Linked DNA regions of Hordeum vulgare: region 2 is linked to region 1. A link is a contact called in public Hi-C data. All regions are on one chromosome and are shown on one strand. Each heading gives the region's core, a stretch centred on a gene start, on an enhancer-like site or on the middle of the called end of the contact. The rest is flanking DNA. Distances are from core to core; before and after follow the strand shown.

Evidence for each region. Hi-C and Micro-C count contacts between places; a contact is called where the count stands out from the background.
Region 2: a Hi-C map of seedling shows a contact between it and region 1, with 4 times the contacts expected there. The contact joins the promoter of LOC123450000 here to the promoter of LOC123449945 in region 1. A contact is called at or near these places in 2 of 6 Hi-C or Micro-C datasets (leaf and seedling).

Annotation. Positions count from the first base shown.
Region 1 is chr1H:497,646,550-497,650,136 of MorexV3_pseudomolecules_assembly, forward strand. It overlaps LOC123449945 (disease resistance protein RGA2-like), which reads right to left and starts at 1,937. Exons shown (of 5, transcript XM_045127348.1): 1 at 1,603-1,937. The coding sequence starts at 1,908.
Region 2 is chr1H:497,795,557-497,799,143 of MorexV3_pseudomolecules_assembly, forward strand. LOC123450000 (glutamate receptor 3.5-like) reads left to right here and starts at 1,956. Exons shown (of 6, transcript XM_045127397.1): 1 at 1,956-2,339; 2 at 3,503-3,587. The coding sequence starts at 2,072.

The sequences.
Region 1 (3,587 bases), core at 687-3,186:
GTTTGGAGTCCCTCCGCTCCGCGGCTCTGCTCCCGGAGCGGACGGAGCTGTAGTTAAAATTCGTGGAGCGGTTGCACACGTGTTCTGTAGATTCTTAAATTTTAAAGAGCTAGTGGATTACCGAACGAGTCCCTAATATCCACAACCACTTCACTCGCTTCCATAAAACTCACCCCTCACCTGACGACAGACCAAATTCAAGTCTAGTACCCCTACGAAACATAAAGGCAAACAAACTAGGCGAAGATAAGTTGAACTTAATTAATAGTCACTGTGCAGCTTAAGGATGTCGGAAAAATACTCTGCAATTTGGTGGATGAGAAAAGAAATTCTCAAGCGATCGACAAATAGTAAAAGAGACATGAATACAAACTAGCAAATATGCCCGTGCGTTGCAATGGGAAAAAATAAATCATTCATCATACATACATTAGACGTTATCAGTAAATCCCATAAAATCTTTCACGAGGTCATATTTAAAACAACATGATAAGTGGTGTTGTGAAAAAAACATGAAGGTGATACGGTGTTATAAGTGTACTAAAGTTGTGTTCAATTTATTAAACAAAAAAATAACCATCTAGTGCATTAGGTTGAAAATAGCCAAGTACATTTTAGTACTAAATGATAGCATGTGCATAACAACATTATTTTTATCTTGTTGATATATGTTTTTGCAACTGTATCCATGTGAAGACTTAACTTAGTTTTAAACATACATTAGCAATTTAGTGTACATCATCGTATATGGGTTGGTTATTGTGCACTCGACGAATTAGAGAGAATGATTATGTGCTTGTTGTGACCTTTTGCATATGGTAATTGATAGGAATGAACATTCCTAATGTGTTGATGATCAATTTTATGAGAGTATCAATCTATCCTAGCTAGTCTATTTAAATTGATAGAAAAAATATATAATAGACATTCAAAATATCCCATATAAGGAGTAAATGTAATTATCAAAATGATAAACATGCATGATAATCTTATATTTGGAATCTACATAATTTTTTGGGTGATTTTCAGATGTAACATGTTAAATTAGAGTCGGGGCTTCGAAGATATGAAAAAATTTAAAAGTACTTGAATCTGTCAAGAAAAGATTAATATGGGATCAAATTATAACATTTTTGTGCAACTGGGATTCAAAATACAGAAAAAGAAAAGTAGTGAACCATCCTTGACGGACTGCAAGTTAAAAAGAAAAGAAAAGTAGTGAACCATCCTTGACGGACTGCAAGTTAAAAAGGAAAGCGAATAGAAAAAAGAAGACAAATGGGACTCGGACTCAGTTCTCCGAGACTCCATTGGTGTAGCCAGTCGGCCGCACGTTCTCTTATGTCCATATCTAGGGATAGCTTTATATGAAATAGACGGGCTGCGATTTAAAGCACTATTTGCTTTATTATTATTAGGTAGAAATTATGAACGACTGTTGAGATTCAAAGCAACTCTTTTGCTTTGAGCATGGCAATGAACCTATGAATCACCATGTAAGTGTTCATAATAATCGTAAAGTGCAGGACTCTGGAAGGCTAGATCTCGACCTGGATCACGACCTTACAACAGGAGATTGTAATAAGCAAGTATACTGTATACCTTTGGTTGGCTCTTCTTTAAGAGCTCGATGGCGTCCAGATCATCCAGCACGTCCTCGACGTCGTAGGCGACAGACTTGAATTTGGTGAGCCACCGCCCAACAGCTTCCCCATCTCTTCCTCGTCGGCGCAGCCTATCATCCGCATCATGCAACACGGCCTCCAGATCTTGCATCTTGTCCGCCATGATGTCAACATCGTCCTTGAACCTCCACTGCAGGGTGGCCTCCTCCGCGGCGACTTCACCGAGCTTGCTCGCGATTTGCTTCCCCACGGCGCTCGCGATTATCTCCCCGAACCCACTCATCTCTCTCACAGCAGTGTCGTTGACTGCGTGGAAACACAGAGAGGCAAGGAAGAGCGGAATGTTCTTAAGGGCACGCGACCACGCGCCGGAGACGCGGTTGTTGGCCCGTCAGGACGCTGGGACTGGGAGGGGCGCACGAGCCACCCACTCTTGTTTGCTTTTTCCACTCGCCTTTCTTCTTTTATTATTGGCAACTACGGAGAAGGTGCAGCAGGACTGTCTGGAAGGCCAACAGTCTAGCTCCTCCCCCTCCTCAACGACCGAGCAGAAGCAGTGGAAAAGCTTGTGGAAACCAGTAAAATTCGTGCCTTGCTATGGAGCTGTGTTGGTGCAGCCGAGTTCCTGCACCTAGCTCTCTCTTGCTCTCTCAAGGCTGGAGATAGAAGAAGGATTGGAGACGCTGGACGTGTTCTCCTCCGATGATCCGCACGCCCTCGGCTCACGCACATGTCGCGCCCCGACGCAAGCAACATGGCTGCTCGAGCTGCCTCACCCGCCGCACGAACGTCTTCTCCTTCACGCCACCGAGCCACGCCGCGCCACAGCAGCCTCTGCGCCACCAAGCAGGTCTGCCGCAGCCGTCGCGCTCCCCGCACGCACGACATGGCCATGCTCCACGGGCTCAGGCCATGAAGGCTCTGATACCAATTGTTGGTGCAGCCGAGTTCCTGCACCTAGCTCTCTTTTGCTCTCTCACTGCTGGAGGTAGAACAAGGGCTGGAGACGATGGATTTTCCGGCGCACGGACCCCTAGCCGCACGAACGGCCTTGTCTTTCCTTCCCTGAGCACGTACTCAGATTCGGTGTAGATTACATTGGCTCGTGGTGGCTTTATACACACGCGCGCCCGCACGCGCCGCGTCACGCCCACCCCCAGTCGCCACGATCCGCGCGCACTCGGCCCACACTCTCGCCGCGCGCGTACGCAACGGACGCGGCCAACTAACGGCACCTCGCGACAAGGTCCTGCCCTACCGACGCGCCGCTGCACCAAAACACACACACACACGCACACCTGCATGCCTACGCGCCCGGACGCGCACACATGTACGCGTCATGGCTTATGCTATCAATCACGCCCTAAGCCATGACCTAGTGCTTGTCGACGTCGGCTTCGCCGCTGCAACGGCCTCCACCTTCGCCCGACGATGCCTCCATGTTCTTCCTCGACGATCGCACGCCGAGCTTCTTCTCCACCGACGACACACGTCGAGCTCCTCGGCGACGCACGCCAAGCTCCTCGATGACGCCACGCCCTGCACGCCCTGGCTCGCGCACACGATCACGCACTGACATAATCGATGCGGCCGTCCTGCGCTCCGCTGGACGTGTTCTCCTCCGGTGATCCGCACGCCCTCGGCTCACGCACATGTCGCGCCCCGACGCAAGCAACATGGCTGCTCGAGCTGCCTCACCCGCCGCACGAACGGCTTCTCCTCCACGCCACCGAGCCACGCCGCGCCACAGCAGCCTCTGCGCCACCACGCAGGTCTGCCGCAGCCGTCGCGCTCCCCGCACGCACGACATGGCCATGCTCCACGGGCTCAGGCCATGAAGGCTCTGATACCAATTGTTGGTGCAGCCGAGTTCCTGCACCTAGCTCTCTTTTGCTCTCTCACTGCTGGAGGTAGAACAAGGGCTGGAGACGATGGATTTTCCGGCGCACGTACACCTAGCCG
Region 2 (3,587 bases), core at 706-3,205, 150 kb after region 1:
GTATATGGTCATTGAGTCAAAACACAATGCAAGCTGCTCTAAAAAAACACTATGTAATCTAGTCTGTCTCGTACTGTAAGTGCCCCCCCCCTTGTTGGTGTGTCTACTCAGCAACACATATGTAGTTGAATCATATTGTCAAGTTTTAGTATCATTTCGGTGTACTTTTCAAGTTCAGGCACGAAAGTAAACATCAATGGCAACTTGTAAGCACCAAAGTGTATTTTAGTATGTTATTTGATTTATATATCAACCCGCAGTCCATATGAAATGATTTTAAAGTGTACCCATATCTTTTAAACCCTAACTTCAAATTTAGCATGTTATATATAAATTTGATTAGAGAATGTGTAGAATCTGAATATGATGTTATTTTACGTTTAAACATTTTTAAAATATTATTTATGATGCAACTTTAATCAATACCGCATCATTCGTGTTTCTTTCATATCCGTATCGATCCGGATTAAAAAAGAACACCTCAGCAAGACCAGGATTGGAGACGAAAGACTAGCAAAAACCTCACATGAAAAAAACTACATCAGACATGTTTTTTCATATCCTGCCAAATCTAATGCCGAAAGAAAGATACCTTAGGATTGATAACATTCAAACGTATAGTGTGAGGCCACCGTCGGCGAGAGTGAGAAGGAGGATAAATAGCAACACGGATGCGATGTCATGTCGAAAGGAAGGATGTGGACTTGTTGGGGTCTTGGCTCATGGTTATCGGGTTAAGATGATTACGGTATTTTCTTTTTTTCCATTGCCACGCGTGGTTTCTTTTGCTAGTGCGTAACAATAAGATTAAGATTGTATGCTGGGTAGCAGTCATTTATTATGCCCTTGTATAAAAAGGAGTCATTTTCGATCTGAAGAACATCATTTGTCCTAATAAGGTTGTTTTTTTCCTTTTTTGAAAGCTTAACGCTTGGAGCTGGGAAATAGGGATCTATGAGCAGATCAAGGCCCCCAACCCACCTCTCTCTTTACAACACAACAACAGTAGGACGCTGGGGGTGTTTGTTTCAAGGAACTTTTTGGTGTAGGGACTAAAAAAAATCCCCTTTTAGTCTCATGTGAAACAAACATGAGAGACTTTTAGGGACTAAAAGGGGGTATTTGGGACTAAAGGAAGAAGTCCCTATGAAAGGGTCTTTTTAGGACTTTTTTCAACAGTTTCCCTACTTTTAGCATGTCATTTAATAACTTCTAGTACATTACTAGGGGTAACATGGTCTTTTTGCATGTCATTTAATGACCTTTAGTCCCTGTTTAGGGGGTGTTTCTTTACAGGGACTTTTTGCTCTAGGGACTAAAAAAATCTGTTTTAGTCCCATGTAAAAGAAACAAGAGGGACTTTTAGGGACTAAAAGGAGGGTATTTGAGACTAAGGGAAGAAGTCCTTATGGGAGGGACTTTTTGACACCTTTTCCAACAGTGCCCCTACTTTTAACATGCCATTTAATAACTTCTACCCCCTCCGTTTCAAAATATAAGACCTTTTAGGTATTTGACTAGAAGACTACATACGTAGCAAAATGAGTGAATCTATACTCTAAAATATGTCTATGTACATCCGTATGTAGTTTATAGTACAATCTCTAAAAGGTCTTATATTTAGGAACGGAGGGAGTAACACATTAGTAGGGGTAACATGATCTTTTTGCATGTCATTTAATGACCTCTAGTCCCTGTTTACTTCCTGGAAAGAAACGGATAGGGACTAGAGACATTTTAGTTAGGACTAAAAAAAAGTCCTAGGACTTTTTAAAAAACAGGGTCTTAGTCCATGTAAACAAACGGATAGGGACTAGAGAGTTTTTAGTTGAGAATAAAAAAAAGTCTTTGTGAGTTCTGAAACAAACAGGGCACCTATCTAGTGACAAAATGTTTTGAGCAGTGCTGAAAGGGAATAAAGGGGTCACAAATTTGTCACGTGACTTGCGCTGCGTGCGTGATGCACATGTAGGAACTGCCAAGCAAACACCCACGCTGCTGTGCTGTGGCGCGACGGACACACACAGACAGAACAGACAGACAGGGACGGGGAAGCTCGTGGATTAGGCCAATGGGCGCGCTCCAGCTGATGCCGCTGCTCCTGGCCTTGCTCGCCGCCGCGGCGAGGGCGGTCACCGCGGCGGGGGCCGGGCCGCGTCCGAGCGAGGTCGCCGTGGGCGCGCTCTTCACCTACGACTCCGTCATTGGCCGCGCGGCGCGGCTCGCCATCGAGCTCGCCGTCGACGACGTCAACGCGGACCGCACGGTGCTCGCCGGCACCCGGCTCAGCCTCATCGCGCAGGACACCAACTGCAGCGGCTTCGTCGGGACCATCGAAGGTATGCTTGCTGCTCCCAGCCTCCCCCTCTCTGAATCTCTCACTTGCTCAATGCTCATGTTCATGTCGACCTCAAGAGCTGCCTGAAATTACAGTAATTTCGAGTGGAAAGATTCACCTTCGAGCAGCGAAGTGCAATGGTTTCGAATACTGTGACCATACGAACGACTGCTGATGTAGCCCTACCGATCTGTAAATTATTGATCTGCAGCTGCAATCTGCAAACCCTTAGAAAAACCAAAGTGGTTGTCGCTGCTTTGATTCAGAATGCCAGATAAGTTGCACGTTGGGAGTAGTGGTTGCTAGCCTTGCTTGGCAGCTTTGCTTTCCACTTTTGCAGTACGGCGTCTTTTTATTAGTCATGAAGTACTCTCTTCATCCGTTTTTATCCCCGGGAATTATTCTGCAATTGCTTGTGCAGTTTCAGTGGCATTTCCTTTTGGGTTAGACAATTGCTTGTACAGTTTCAGTTTTTATATAGGACCTAAATGTAGACCAGCAAGAAATATTCAATTCAGTTCCAGTCTATCATTGGTTTACTGTATTTATATCTGTCTGAACTAAGGTCAAGGTGACCTCTTGGCTCTTGCCCATTATTTGTACTACAGTTTAACTACAATAATTGCCTGCCTCATGCCTTATGAGATGATTTGATAATGTTTAAACTGGAAACAGAGAGACCAACTGTTCGCTCGACCTTATGATGGCATTGTCCTTTCTTAAGAGTTTTAATAACCACTCTCTCTTTGGAAATAGAAGAGAAAAAGACAAAAAGCATGCCGGTGCACTGGTACCACAAATGGCATAACTTATGAACTTGCTTTATACTATTCCGTATGTTGCAAGAAACGTGTCTCACCTATTATGGGGAATCCAGTTCTTCACTTTATTCTCATGCAAGATCCCTTTTTCCTTTTCTTCTTTGTGTCATGTGTGACCATCAGAATAAACAGATTTATCGGAGGCTGTTCCTCTTTGTTTGAAGCAGCACTAGTTTCTCTGTTTCTTTCAGACAACAAAGTTTGCTTACCATTTGTAGATCCTAACTTTTGAGCAGAATTAACACTTACGGATGCGAAAACTTAGCTTCAATTTATCAGATGTAGCTGCTGCTCTGTTGGATAGTCCACGAACAGATTCACAATTTTTTCTACTTGGTTGCAGCATTGGAGCTAATGGAGAAAAATGTAGTTGCTGTTATTGGCCCACAGTCATCTGGTATAGGCCATGTCATCTCCCATGTTGTTAA